Linked DNA regions of Mus musculus: all the other regions are linked to region 5. The links are chromatin contacts, called in public HiChIP or PLAC-seq and promoter capture Hi-C maps. All regions are on one chromosome and are shown on one strand. The core of a region is the stretch at or near the end of the contact, and the rest is flanking DNA. Distances in the headings are between cores, read along the strand shown. Region 1 holds the start of Best2 (bestrophin 2). Region 2 holds the start of Hook2 (hook microtubule tethering protein 2). Region 3 holds the start of Phkb (phosphorylase kinase beta). Region 4 holds the start of Mast1 (microtubule associated serine/threonine kinase 1). Region 5 holds the start of 4921524J17Rik (RIKEN cDNA 4921524J17 gene).

Region 1 (2,700 bases), core at 74-2,573, 420 kb before region 5:
GATTTGAGTCTTAGAGGGGTAGGAATGGGGGTCTCCAAGAAGCATGGATGGAAAACAGATTTCTCCCTTACGTAGGAATAAGATTCTCAGGGGGCCCAACCTCACCAAGTACGAAAGAGACGGGGATGAGGCTGGCGTACTGGTCGCAGTATATGACAAGCTTCTCGAAGTAGCGCTTCTGCTCTTCTGCCAGTAAGAAGCTGTGGGGTAGGGAATGCAGTAGCTACAGGTCTCCCCTCCACTCCCAGTCCCTTCCGCAGGGCTCAGATCCCCAGCCCCAACTCCAGGTCTTCTCACCGATAGGCGGCGCTTAGTGCCATGTAGAGTCCCAGGAAACATAACAGCTCTCGCCACAGGAGCTTGTAGATGCTTCCGCGCCACAGCAGCAGCAGCTGCGAGAAGCCACCGAAGCGGGCATTCGCCACTCTGGCTGTGTAGGTGACGGTCATCGCTGCGCCTGGCCAGTGTGGCCAATGGAGAAGGTTTTAGCCTGGGTCCGGGCCTGTGAGCCAAGGGAAGATGCTGGGAGGGGCTGATCCTGGGGCTTTCAGTTGAAGGTGGAGGTGCGGGCGACAGCGCAGCAGGTGATGATATCCAATGTCTCAGCACCCTAGCACCTCGTTGCCCTAGGGCGGTCCTCACTCCCGTCCTGGTACCACCCTACCCCAACCCCCAAACGCCCCCCCCCTTTTCCCGGGTCCTGGCCCTTTCTCGAGTTCCCATCTCCCAGTCTTGCTCTGCCTTCCTTCTCTAGACTGATGGTCCAAGCCCCTTGGACTTTATCTTAGGTCCCTCACTCCTAAACCTTTGGATGAATCTAGTCACTTTTTGACCTTCCTCCCACACACCCTCCTATCCCTTTCACCTGTACAACACTCAATCTTTTTGACTTCCTGAGTCTTCAGTTTCTAATCCTCAGGGTTCAATATCCCCCCTCTTGTTGCCCACTCTCCCAAGTTTGGCTTTCTCTCTGTCCTCTCTTGAGACTACAGTCTGCCCCGGCAGAACTACTATCCCCCTCATATTCAGAACTGCTCTGAATGGCGTCTCTAAAGCTCCGGCTCCCCAGTCTGTCCAGCAGCCTCCCTTCCTCTGACAAGGAACCAGCTTACCCCAATGCCCATTTAATCCCCCAGCTCCGACACCTCCAGGCCTTCTTCAGATTCTCCTTTACCTTTCTTCCTTTTGTGCTGCCCCTCCTAGCCTTCCACTCTGCCCCTCTCTCTCCAGGAGTCCTGCCCAAAGCCTGCCAGTCCAGGGCCATTTATTCTCCCAGACCTGGCCCTTCTCACCTGTGGCCGTACAGGGACACAAGGGACAGAGACTAAAAGGGAGGGTGTCTTCAGTATTGGGTGGGGCTGAAGCCAGACTGTTTGGGAAGGAGCTGGGGAGTGGGCGTGGGCAGCCCCTCCCAAGTCCATCCCCTTTAGTTGAGTTACAGCCTCAGAACTTTGTTTGGAGAAGGTCTGCCAGTTTGTCTCCTGGGCAGGGGGGTGGGGTTGGGTGGGGTAGTGGTAGTGTGTGTGTGTGTGTGTGTGTGTGTGTGTGTGTGTGTGTGTGTGTGTGTGTGGTCTGCCTTGTACTTTTTTGCTCCTCTTTGTATCCCTCCCTCCTAGGGAGAAGGTCCAAGGTATCTGGAACCTAGAGCTGAAAAAGCGGGAAGGAGAAGGTCTCTCTCTCTCTCTCACACACACACACACACACACACACCCCACATCCACAGCCCAGCAAGACTGGGTCACCCTTCAGTTTCCTGTGGTCTCAAGCTGTCACAAAGATGCACATCACATTGTAGACCCAGACACACATTTTGCTTCCCTTACCACAGTGGCAATCTACACTGTCACAGAGACTTTCAAGGTCAGCCAGGAATGCTGGCAGCTAAAGGCAGGAGGACTGTCATGAGTTCCATGCTACCCTGGGTTACAGAATGAGACGGAGTCCCACAAACCCAACAGATGGAGAGGTGGCTCAGTGGTTGAGTGTATATTGCTTCTGTAGAATTTGTCCCCCACACCCAGTCTGGTAGCTCACAACCACCTTTACCTCCAGCTGCAGGGGACCCAAGGGCACCTGTACCCAAGTGCACATATCCCAACCCAGGCAGAGACACATATAGACAGAAATGAAAAAGTACATGTGGTGACTAAGAACTCAAACTGCCTGTACTTTCAGAATTTGGTACCTATACCCCTACTGTTGCTTACAAGTGTCTAAAACCCCAGTTCTAGACTTTTTTTTTTTTTTTTTTTTGAGACAGGGTTTCTCTGTGTAGTAGTCCTGGCTATCCAGGAACTCACTCTGTAGACCAGGCTGGTCATGAACTCAGAGATCTACCTGTCTTTGCCTCTCAAGTGCATCAACACCACCCAGCTTGAAATAAATATTTTTTAAAAAACCCAATAGAGAAAAGAAGTCAAAGACACCTCCAAACTCACACGAGAAATAAATGTGGGAGCACCTCTCTCAAAATAGTGGGATAGTCCTAGGGTCAGAGGAGGAACTTGGGGGTTCCTGACATTTGCTAACGTAGTGAAGGCATATTTGCAAGGACTATAGGTGTAGCTTAACAGCAAAAGACTTGTCAAGCATTTGTAAAGCCCTAGACAACATCCCTAGCATCAACAGGGATCCTTACTACAGTTTCATCAACTAAAACCCCAGTGACACCCACCCATTTGTACATTAATATATGGAGGC
Region 2 (2,700 bases), core at 182-2,681, 440 kb before region 5:
AGTTGGCAGGCCCCATGCCCAGTCCAGTCTGGAAGCACACTCCCTTCTATACCTTTCCACAGGGTCTCAGGGACTGGAATCAGGAAAACAAGGCGTGAGGGTCTGTGGAAGTGTGAATCAGCCTCCAAGGCTCTCTGGTGTGTGCAGCTGAGAGTTTGAGTGGGTTGCAACCGAGTGTCTGTAGTAGATTAACAACTCTAGTAAGATAGAGGGCGGGTGGCTGATGTCGCTGGGCTCACCCAACCAGGACAGGGTCGCTGGACTGGATCCCGGCTCATTGCCTGGATGGAAGCAGAACATTATCCCCCTCCGAACTGAACCCGCCCCAAAGCAGAGCCGGCTCCACTCCTCCCTCTGGGCACATTTAATAGCCTCTAATTACAGCACATTACCCCACCCGCCAGAGAGGGGAGGGGCTACTAGTGGACCCAGGGGTCAAAGGGCGTGGTCTGGGCTTTACCCCTGGCGTCAAAGCCCGTGTACTTTGTAGCCGCTGTTTACTCATTTGCAAAGCGGCGGATTAAAAAAAAATTAAATAAAAAAATTAAATAATACAGTTTCTAAAATTAAGAAACAAAACCTGGGAATTAAAGTAGCCCTTGTCTCCTAGGGTCGTGGAAAACATTCAATTGTCTGTAGATATATAGCTTATTGTAAAGTCTGAAAACAGTAAGCACTCCACAAATGATGTCTTGAGACTTTATTGTCAAAAAATTCTAAGCTCTCTGCGCTCCCCTAAACCGGCTCAACCGGTGGACGCACCCTTTTCCCAGAAGGATGCGTTCCTACGTTCTGCGCGCCCCCTGGTGGGCTTCAGATCACCCGCAGCTTTGGCCAGGTCGAGTGTTTTTTAGGGCAGGAAGGTGCTCAAAGCACCCGGGGCCGGGAAGGAGCAGAGTAGCTCGCAGGAAAGAGACCCCGGGCTGGGCAAGTGCTATGTCCTTTACTCAGGACATACTTGACCCTTCCTGCTCCCAACCATACCCGAGTTTTCAGAAGGACTCCAGCCAGAATCACTTCTCTGGGGAAGACGCTTTTAAGATCCTCTCACTCCACGACTACAGGATTTATAATTATTCTCTGCGCCCACATTAAGAAAGGCTCAGATCATAACGCGGCTAAACCGGAGGATTTCTTTCAGCTTTGGGGGGGAACCATTAAAGTGCCTGTGAAACTGGGTGCGGTAGATCCGCCTTAAAAGGATCTTGAGGACCACTCCACTACATAAAGAGAAGCCGCGAGGAGTGGAGGTCACCAGCAGCAGGACTGAGCCAGACTGACACCTAGCGGCAGAATGTGCACTTGCCTATGTCCCGCATCTAAGATGGCGAGGCAAGTGTTTGCAATGGGAGATCACGTGTCTGGGGCGGAGCCTATGGCTAGGGGGCGGGGTGGAGCGGGGCGGCGCTCTAGGCCGAGCGGGAGGTCTGGGCTTCGGGCGCTCGCTGGTGGCGGACCCGGAGGCTGCTGCTGCGTGCCGGGGCTCCTTGGCCCGGATCGAATTCGATCCGGAGCCATGAGTGTGGACAAGGCCGAGCTATGCGGGTCTCTGCTCACCTGGGTAGGTCGGGGGGCGGGGCTGGGTCAGGTGTGCGCCCTCTCCTCTCGTCCTGTCTTGGTCTTCTTTCCTCGGTTTTGGACCTGGAAGGAGGAATAGATCGTAGGCTTGCTGGGCCGTTGGACTCTGACCTGACCACCTGCGTCTGTCACGTGGGCAGGCCTGAGCGAAAAGACCAGGTGAGGCCACGCCCCTCTGGAGGGCACAGGCCTGGTCACATGTTAGCAGTGGGGACCAGGTGACTGGTGGTAACGCCCTGACCTAGGTTTGCAGGGTTTGCCAGGATAGGTAAAATGAAGCCACGCCCCGTCCTTGCCTAGGCGTGTAGAAGTCACGCCCCCGAAGATGTGATATGTTGGTGCTACAGGCTAATGCCTTTCTAACCCCGTGAAATGTCTGATGGCTGGGGAAAAAGTCTGCAATTCCAGGTCCTCAATTTTCCTGTTGCCCTTCCGTCTTCCCCCTTTAGTTGCAGACGTTCCAAGTTTCACCCCCCTGTGCCAGTCCCCAGGACCTGAGCAGCGGACTCGCCATAGCCCATGTGCTGAATCAGATGTGAGTGTGGCGGCTGAGTGGGAGGATCCTGAAGGGCTCCCCAGCCTGCTCATCCCATCTTTCTGCCCCTAGAGACCCTTCCTGGTTCAACAACGAATGGCTCCAGGGCATCTCAGAGGACTCAAGCCCCAGCTGGAGGTTGAAGGTGACAGGTGGACTCATGACTAGGGAATAACTAGAGGACTTAAGGAGGTGAAGGCAAAGGGAAAGCTAGATACATGTCCTGTGCGATGGACAGGCAGTCTTGTCAGGAAGAGAGCCAGATGTCTGGTGATCAGCAAGCTATTTTTGTTTATATTGAGCACCCACAATAGGACAAAAAAACTTGCCACCATTCTTATGATGTGGGCAAAAGCACACACACAACACATGTTAACTTCCAAGAGGTGTGCTGGCAAATGCTTGTAATCCCAGCTATGGTGGTGTGTTAATACAGGAGGGTGGTAAACCATCCATCATCCCGTCTCAAAACCTTTAAAAGGCCAGGGATATAGTTGGCAAAAGAGAATTTGCTCACCCTACACAAGGTCCTGAGTTCAATCCCAAGTAGCAGGGTATGCTGGGTGGGGGGTGGGAGGGGGGATGGG
Region 3 (2,700 bases), core at 43-2,542, 410 kb after region 5:
AAAAACCATCCAGGTCTTATAAGAGGTTCTGGGGTCCTGGAAAGAGCACTCAAAAGACCTTGTCAGGATCCTGCCAGTCAGCTTTGTAGGGGCTTTAAACTTTATTCATGGCCTTGGTCCTTAACCACCAACCGATGCACTTGGTCAGCATCAGACATTTTTTCTTTTAAGGCTTAATGTGGTTAATGAACTTTCAATGGCAAGTTGGATGAAGACTATAGCAGTACTCAAGATGAGGAGGGGCCAGATGTACACTAAGCTAAGGCACCTTATGCTGGAGAAGTCTGAAGTTTGAGAATGTATGACCAAGGAGGCACTGCGTTTATCAGCAGTTAACAACAACAGAGGCTGGTGTGAGTGGTGGAGAATTTGGTGCCTGAGGAAGGCACAGTGCCTTTAAAGATCTTAACACAAGGAAGGGCAGAATTAGTAGGAGGTGAAGGCAGAACATCTCTCACAAGAAACTGTCAGCTTGCATGTTTTCTCATCAAAGGGGGTGGAAGATTGGAAAAAAGACGGGAAAGCAAATGCTTAGACCAGAAACCAAGGTTCTTAGAAATCTGGAAGACCTTTGGCAGGCAGGTGATCATTCGCCATATGAAGGCTAGAGGTTTCTAGATGAAGGGAGGTTGGTGTGTTCTTAAGGGTTGGGCTGATGGTCAAGCCGCGGGGTTACTGAGTTAGGACCGAGGGTTGATAAAAACAGGGGAAAGCTGTCCCTGTGCTGAAGATAAAGGGAGAGCCAGAAGACTGGGAAATGCAAGAGGTAGGGTAACAGGAATCAGGGGGCGTGGGTACACCGGGAGGGGCAGACAGAGGAGGGCCGGCAAGCACTGACTTTCCCGCAGCACGAAGAGGTCCGTCTGTTTGTCGGAGTTGAGGTCACCGAAGGCCGCCAGGGTGCCCCAGGCCTCAGCCCCAAAGAGCTCGGCCGTGACGTTGTGCAGAGCCCGCGCCGGGGCAGGCCCAACGCTCAGCAGCGCGAGCCCCAAGAACAGCGGGGCCAGCACCGCCCTGGCGCTAGGAAGCCGGCCTGCCGCCATGGCGCCTTCGGCCCGGCCGGCCTCCGCCGCGCTTGACGGCAGCCGCAAAGCACCGTGCGACTGACCGGCCGACCGAGAAAAGACTCGGGGTGCGGCCTCACGGGCAGCCCCTCGCTGCACTCTCACGCTGCCCTGGGGCTGTTTCTCCGACGACCAAGACGCCGAGGAGCTAGGGCGGCGTCTGCCCGGGAACTCACTTCCGGCTGTCGTGCCTCCCGACAGTGTCGCGCGAGGGGGCGGGGCCGGGCCGGCCTCGCTGACTGGCAGCTGGGGTGGTGGGCACTGTGCGATGGCGGGGGCTGAGGGACTCATGGCTGAAGTAAGCTGGAAGCTCTTGGAACGAAGAGCCCGGGCCAAGCGCTCAGGTTTGACTGCCTGTGACCACAACCTTCCCCCTCCTGGGTACAGGGGGTGGTGCTCCTCCGCAAGTCCCCTGGAGGGAGGCAGGTGGGATCTGTCCTGGGGATCAACTTGCTTCCTTAAGTTGGCTCCAGAAAGCAATAGGTTTCTCTTGCTGCCCTGCTCTTGTCCATCTTGGTCCCCATTCCCCAATCCCTGCACTTCCCCCATTTAGATAACGTCTGTCTTTCTCCCCCAAGTTATTTCCTCTCCAAAGTTAGTGATAAGCTGACTTCTCCAGAAACTTTGCCGAGTAAGTCAGCTAGTGACAAGTTCTTTGGAACCTGAACGCTCTTGCTCTGCAAAAAGTAGACCTCCATTTTTAGTGAGGTCCTAAAGAGCTGGCGACTACTTTTGTCTCATATGCCCCCTTCACATTCCTCAGTAATTTTTAGCTGCAGCCAGTTCTGTGTGTCAGAAATTGAGGAAGACGGTTTGTGCCACAAGTTAAGTTAGTGTACAGTTATGACTCAGAATGAAATTGGCCCCTTCCCTAGCCAAATGGTCCCACCACCTGTAGCTTCTAGTTGTGGTTCCCAACCACGGAGATTAAAAAGCCAGCAGTCCGAGTGTCCTGAACTGACTTGTTCAAATTGCAAAGTCACACTGGCGTTTTAAAAGTTAGTACTCCTGATTAATAACTTTCCAGAGAGCCAGCAGTGAAACTGCCACTTTTGAAATTGGATACAATCTTGGGGGAAAAAATGTGTCCTTAAACACGAGAGGTGGGGGACAAGAAATGTTCAACCAAGAACCTTTCCCTTGTCAAAGATTGACGAAAGATTGTAGAAAAGTACTGTATTTGTTAAAGTATTGCCAATTTCATTCCATTTGAAATCTTAAAATTTTTGTGTGTTTATTTACTTAGGACTTAGGGTTGTAATGGAACAAACACATGAAAAGTAAGAGAAATTTTTAGAAAGCAGTTGACTCAAGTTCAGAGTCAGTAGAATTATTTGAAACAGTTGTAGGGATATTTGTTGCTTATATTTTCTTTTATTGTGTCATATAGAAATTTTGAGTTGGTTATTAACACTGTTGCTGTGGGAATAGAAAAAGTGCTATTAGGTTGTTCTGGGCAAAGAGAATAACTAGTCTTTTGCCAGGGTCTTTAACCGTCCTCTCAACCCCCAACATGTATTTTTGCAACACAGTTTTGCAACATAGTAATCCTATAGGGTCTATTTTCTCTTCAAGTCTTTATTTTACTCAAATATATGTCACAACAGCAAGTGTTGAAAACCGTATTTTTCTTAAT
Region 4 (2,700 bases), core at 121-2,620, 500 kb before region 5:
GGTGATACCACTGGTGACCCTGAATGTCTGTGTCCTTGAGTCTGCCCATAGCATTCACATGCGGCATCCACTGTATGAGATCTACACTGAATGACACTAGTGTGTCATGTATGTTCTCTGTGTGATGGTACATCCTTCTGTGTGGGTGATGCAGTGGGAAACACAGCTTGTTCATGACTGTGTAACTCCAGCATGGTGCATGAAGGCAGAAAGCTGCAGATGTGCCGATGTCAGTTGGGGTTATCAGCATGAGAGATGCTGGCTGTGTGTGTTCAACATCTACTGTGTGTGGATTTAACACCCTGTGACAACGGGTGCATCCAAGCATGCAGCCATGTACCACACGGGTATCTGCTATGTGATTGTGTGTCCCTGCTTTTGCAGGAGTCCCTATGTCTGTTTATCTTGGTGTCAATGTGACACAGATGCTGTGATGTTGTTAGGCGTATGGTTGTCTCATTCTGAAATTGGATCTATGTATCTTGGATGGGAACGTTGTTTTGGTGGGTAGTCATGCGTGTGACATTTTACTAGGAGAACACGATGTGTGTGTGCGCGTGTGTGTCTGTGTGTGACACGGGAGGTGACCCTATTTGTGCATGGCTTTGACCTGTGGCTGAGTATATGCGGTGCCTCCCAGTGTATGGGAGTCACTAGGGTTGTATGTGTGTGGTCATGTTCTGTGTGACGCTGTGTCACTATTTTCAGTGTGAGGATGTGTTCGAGTTGGGAGGCTTCTTGCAGTGATAAAGACCCCCCCTTCCTCTGCCTAGCAGCTGGGTAAGAAGAGCCCCCACTCGCTCTAGCCCCCTCGCTCTCAGCCGCAGTGACTGAGCATATTAGCTTGTCCAAGAGCACGCAGATGGGGGCGGGGGGGAACCAAGCTGCGGCTATTGTTCTGAGGGTGCCAAGGCCCCCCTCCCCGCATTCCCCTACCCCCACCAGGCCGCCTGAGCCCACAGCGTCTGCAAACAAAGGCGCTGCAACCCCCCGCAGGCACGACCCCTTTCCCCATCTCAGGCCTTTTCAGTCTCCCCCCGCAGCACGCCCCGCACTGTCCGCGTTTAACCCCATCCCCTGCGGGAGGGCACAGCGCGGACACCTCTGGCGCAGCTGGACAGCTAGCAGCATCCCGGCCCCGCCCTGCCGCAGCAGCCGGCAGGGTGGCTTCACCCGGAGGTCCCGGACAGGGTCTAGGGGTTGGGGGTCTACCTCTTGGTGCGGCGAAACATGCTGCCGCCGGGGAAGGAGGGCATCGAGAAATTGGAAAGCGCGGTCCAGAGAGAGTCAGACATGACCCGGCGGCGGCGACATGGTGGCAGGTGCGGCGGCAGCAGCAGCAGAGGCAGCGGCAGCGGCAGCGCGGGGAGCGAGTGTGCTGGGCGGAGGCTGGAGCCGCAGCAGCGGCCAGGGGAAGGCGGGGGAGGGGAGGGCCCTGTTGCTGCAGCCAGTCGCGAGGGGGCGCTGCGGGGTGTCGCCGCGCGAGGCCCCGCCCGTGTGCACGCCTGATGCCCTACCTGGGGGCCTCATCCCAATGCACCTCTCCCCCAAGGCTCACCTGCTGCTTTTCCGGGGCAGGGGTAAATCCTTCTGGAAGAAAAGGGGGTAAAAAAGATGAAGGTCAGCGTGGACAGTGGCCACTGCCCACGATGCCTCTCCGTTCACCTGAGCTTCATCAGCATCACCATGTCACCCTTGCCTTCCTGATTCCTCTCCCGATTCCCAGTAACCAAAACAGGCTCAATTACACAAGAAATAGACCCAACTGGGCATCTAAAAACAAGTTCATGCAAATAAAGTTTTACTTGGCTTTTTTTTTTTTTTTTTTTTTTTTTTTTGGTTTTTCGAGGCAGGGTTTCTCTGTCTAGCTCTGGCTGTCTTGGAACTCACTTTGTAGACCAGACTGGCCTTCTTGAACTCAGAAATCCGCCTGCCTCTGCCTCACAAGTGCTGGGATTAAAGGCGTGCGCCACCACCGCCCTACTTACTTGGCTTTTTGACAAGACAGAATCTCATATATCTCAGGATGGCTTGGAGCTCATTACGTCACACATGCTGCCCTCCAACTGAGATAGTGCTGCCTCACCTTCCAAATGTTCAGATCACAACTGTGAGCCTCCACGACAGTGTTTGTAAAACATTGTCCTTTGTTCCGGACAGGGTCTCAGGAAGTCCAGGCTGGCTTTGAACTTGCTGAGTAGCTGAGGGGTAACCTTGATCATCTGATTCTGCCTACAGGTTCTCTGCACTGATGTCACAGGCATGTTCCACCCTCCACCACACCCTGTTTATCAGCCAAGCTTTTGTGCAGTGCGCTCTCCCAATTGAACTATACCCTAAACCGAAAAATTCTCTCTCTCTCTCTCTCTCTCTCTCTCTCTCTCTCTCTCTCTCTCTTTCTTTGTTTTGTTTTTTGAGACAAGTTTTCTCTGTGTAACCCTGGCTGTTCTGGAACTCACTCTGTAGACCAGTCTGGCCTTGAACTCAGAAATTCACCTGCCTCTGCCTCCCAAGTGCTGGGATTAAAGGCGTGTGACACCACTGCCTGGCTTGAGGATCTAGTGACCAAGAAGCTTGGTGACTTGAGGTATATTCCTAAGACCCACATTGTGTAAGGCAAGCAACATTCCAAGAGAAAGCTACTTACTTCCACACTCATGCTGACACACACATGCATGCGAACACATGGACACACACATA
Region 5 (2,827 bases), core at 294-2,793:
TCAGGGGTTTTTTGTTTTTCTTTTTAACTCATCAATGTGTGTGATTGTGTAGGTGTGAGCATCGCAGCACGGGTGTGGAGGTCAGAGGTTAACCGTACAGCCGTTCTCTCCTTCCACCTTTACAGGGATCTACCTCAGGTAGTCAGGCTTGAGCAGAAAGCACCTTTACCACCTAAAGCCATCTCACTGGCCAATAACCAGGAAATTAAAAACAGATATTTTCCCCAAAAGATTATTTTATGCCAAGTAAAACAAGGGACTTGTGCCCTACAGAAACAGAATGCATAATTCATACTGTAAAAGCCTTAACTGAAAATTATTTAAACATCAAAGTAATCTGCCAACAGACTGATCACAAAGTGCAAGTTTGCTACAATTTAGTTGGGTGGAAAGAATGAACGTAACTCTACATTTTGGAAAACATGACTGTTTTGATATTGCAGACTGGTATGCTCTATCGACTAAACTTGCACAACTTTCCATCATCAGCATTTTTAAACATTGCCTATAAATCATACTGAATAAAACATGTAACTTTTTTGTTTAAAGATTTTAATAAACCTACAAGGACACGCCCTAAATAATATACTTAAATCAGATTTTAAGTCTCCACCCATTTCCAATTACTCCAGAGAGAAGGAGGGGGGAGGGGAAGAGAGAGAGGTAGTCATTTTAGGAAGATTCAGGAAAAAGAAGTACAGCCAGATCTGCATGCCGGCATGAAGGCCTAAGGATGATTTTAATGGAATGAGTTTTTGTTCATCACACTATAATTAGGCGTACTTAAATGTAGGAAAAGAAAAATGATTTTTTTAAAAATTACGACTATTACTCCATGAGTTCAGTCTAAATATGAATGATTTCAAATTCACGAATCCGCATATTTAAAAAAAAAATCTGTAAGCAGACATGTCAAATTTACAACAGTAAATAGCACGAATGGGACGGGGCACACGCAGAGAGGAAGAGCCTCAACGCCGACTTTATTCGAACCGTGTTCCGTTAACAACGTAGTGGAAGGACTAGAAACCACACATCAAACTGGTTGGTTTTTTTGCGGCGTTCCGGAAGTCCACAAATTTGCAAAAAAGTTAGCACCATTACTGTCCTTTTGTCTGCTTTATGCTGCCACCCAGGTGGCGGGGAGCGACAGCTGAGAAGCAGCACCGCACTCTCCCCAACCGCGAACAAAGCCATGCGGGGCGGCAGGGGTCCGCGGGCCGGCCCGGGACCAGAAGGGGCAGCGCCGGGTCCCCGCTCCCAGGCCCCCGCCGCCCGCGGGCCGCCGCGCACCGCCAACCGCCGCCGAGCAACGGCCACCCGCCCTGCCCGCCCCGCCCGCTCGCGCCGGCCCAGCCCACCTGTTGGTCGCACTCGGGGCACGATTTGGTGGCCATCTTCACTTTCTTGGCTCGAGTTGCAGACATGCTCCCCTCCTGAGCAGCGGTGGAAGCAGCGCCGTGCCTCCGCTGCTCCACACAGCGCGTCCTCACTCCAGCCGCGACCCAGCCGTGGAGGCGCGCGTGCGCGTGCGCGGGGCTGCGTGCGGGTTGGAGGAGGGGGGCGCCGCGGCCCTTCCAGGGAAGTCCCATCGCCACGCCCTCTAAGGCGGTGGACCGCTCGGGGGCGTGGCTCCGACGAGACTCCACCAACCAACGCACAGGTGGGCCGAGCCCTGGTGCTGGGCACGCCCCCTCGTCGGCCCCAGAACCAGAGCCTGAAATGGTTACTGGCAACGGAAAACCTCTCTGCAAATGTCAGCAATGCTAATCCGAGAGAAATTATAATAGACACTCGATGAAACCCCTAGGCTTCCAGCGTCAGGGGTATAAACTTCACTATTCATTAAATAATTGCCTACGATCCACTATTAAGCACACCGAATAAGAAATGTCTGCCTTCAAGGAACAGTCTACAAGGCTTTGTTTTTGGAGGGGGTGGAGAGGTTGGTCTGGTTTCATCTTGTGTATCACTGATACTGAGTAGTTTAAAATTAAAAGCAAATTATTTGAAAAGTGAAACAAAATGCTGTGCACTCCTATCATCCCAGCTTTCACTGCTCTTGTTCAGATCTACAGTGAGAGAGCAGAGAGATATTTTTAAACTGTAGTTTGATGAAGAAAGGAGCATGAGCTGGGTATAAAGTTGCAGAAAAGGGAGGGGTAACACACAGAGCATCTGCCATTGTTAAAGAGACTCCTCATACTCTGTACTATAGGAAAGGTATCTCAGGACAAAGACACTACCTGTCCAAAAAAAAAAAATCTAAACGTGTGAAAATGTAAAGTCAGTTAAAAGAAGTGTGTGTGTGAATAGAGTCCTTAACACAAGGGTTCCCCAATCCCAAATAACCCCCTAAGGAAGTCTCCAGGATCAGCCTTGAAGGGACACAAAACTTCTGCCACTTTGGATCAAAGGGAGCAGATGACATCTGGAGCTGACAGCATTATCTTGGGCTACTGGTCTTGCAAGTAAGAGAAATGTAATGTTCACTGCCTGGACACACACACGACCTTTACTCTCTCAAGAGGGCACACTAAGCCCGGTGTGGTGTCTGCACGCTTTTAATCCCAGCACTCAGGAGGCAGAGGCAGTCGGATTTCTGAGTTCGAGGCCAGCATGGTCTACAAAGTGAGTTCCAGGACAGCCAGAGCTATACAGAGAAACCCTATCTAAAAAAAAAGAAAAAAAGAAAGAAAAGAGGGCACACTAGGGAGATGGATCACAGGAAGAAAGAAAGTGGGCTTAGAGTTAGTGATTTTTCTGTATCAGCTGGGGTCAGAACTCACAGTCCTGTTTGATTGCCAAGTTGGAAAAGAATTGACAC

Evidence for each region. Promoter capture Hi-C pulls out the DNA fragments that hold promoters and counts their contacts. HiChIP or PLAC-seq counts read pairs in DNA pulled down with a chosen protein or histone mark.
Region 1: a contact with region 5 is called in a promoter capture Hi-C map of erythroid cells, with 6 times the contacts expected there. The contact joins the promoter of Best2 here to the promoter of 4921524J17Rik in region 5. A contact is called at or near these places in 16 of 39 promoter capture datasets (the 3T3-L1 cell line, the C10 cell line, the HPC-7 cell line and 11 more), 1 of 484 Hi-C or Micro-C datasets (muscle stem cells) and 7 of 115 datasets of contacts at active chromatin or transcription factors (the 230-238 cell line, the SCID.adh cell line, bone marrow-derived macrophages and 3 more).
Region 2: a contact with region 5 is called in an H3K4me3 HiChIP or PLAC-seq map of stem cell-derived neural progenitor cells, with 3 times the contacts expected there. The contact joins the promoter of Hook2 here to the promoter of 4921524J17Rik in region 5. A contact is called at or near these places in 2 of 484 Hi-C or Micro-C datasets (embryonic stem cells and pre-B cells) and 3 of 115 datasets of contacts at active chromatin or transcription factors (embryonic stem cells, extraembryonic endoderm stem cells and stem cell-derived neural progenitor cells).
Region 3: a promoter capture Hi-C map of liver shows a contact between it and region 5. The contact joins the promoter of Phkb here to the promoter of 4921524J17Rik in region 5. A contact is called at or near these places in 3 of 39 promoter capture datasets (the HPC-7 cell line and liver), 2 of 484 Hi-C or Micro-C datasets (LSK cells and embryonic stem cells), 2 of 115 datasets of contacts at active chromatin or transcription factors (the SCID.adh cell line and astrocytes) and 2 of 9 other capture datasets (adipose tissue and macrophages).
Region 4: a promoter capture Hi-C map of pre-B cells shows a contact between it and region 5. The contact joins the promoter of Mast1 here to the promoter of 4921524J17Rik in region 5. A contact is called at or near these places in 4 of 39 promoter capture datasets (cranial neural crest, frontonasal cranial neural crest, pre-B cells and 1 more).

The regions. Positions count from the first base shown.
Region 1 is chr8:85,013,085-85,015,784 of GRCm38.p6, forward strand. It overlaps Best2 (bestrophin 2), which reads right to left and starts at 1,324. Exons shown (of 10, transcript NM_001130194.1): 1 at 1,293-1,324; 2 at 298-502; 3 at 106-200. The coding sequence starts at 449.
Region 2 is chr8:84,989,192-84,991,891 of GRCm38.p6, forward strand. It overlaps Hook2 (hook microtubule tethering protein 2), which reads left to right and starts at 1,432. Exons shown (of 21, transcript NM_001372357.1): 1 at 1,432-1,561; 2 at 2,028-2,113; 3 at 2,186-2,258. The coding sequence starts at 1,517.
Region 3 is chr8:85,839,696-85,842,395 of GRCm38.p6, forward strand. It overlaps Phkb (phosphorylase kinase beta), which reads left to right and starts at 1,293. Exons shown (of 32, transcript NM_199446.2): 1 at 1,293-1,408. It overlaps Itfg1 (integrin alpha FG-GAP repeat containing 1), which reads right to left and starts at 1,254. Exons shown (of 18, transcript NM_028007.3): 1 at 839-1,254. The coding sequence starts at 1,043.
Region 4 is chr8:84,935,983-84,938,682 of GRCm38.p6, forward strand. It overlaps Mast1 (microtubule associated serine/threonine kinase 1), which reads right to left and starts at 1,371. Exons shown (of 26, transcript NM_019945.2): 1 at 1,213-1,371. The coding sequence starts at 1,295.
Region 5 is chr8:85,431,298-85,434,124 of GRCm38.p6, forward strand. It overlaps 4921524J17Rik (RIKEN cDNA 4921524J17 gene), which reads right to left and starts at 1,544. Exons shown (of 4, transcript NM_025722.3): 1 at 1,362-1,544. The coding sequence starts at 1,427.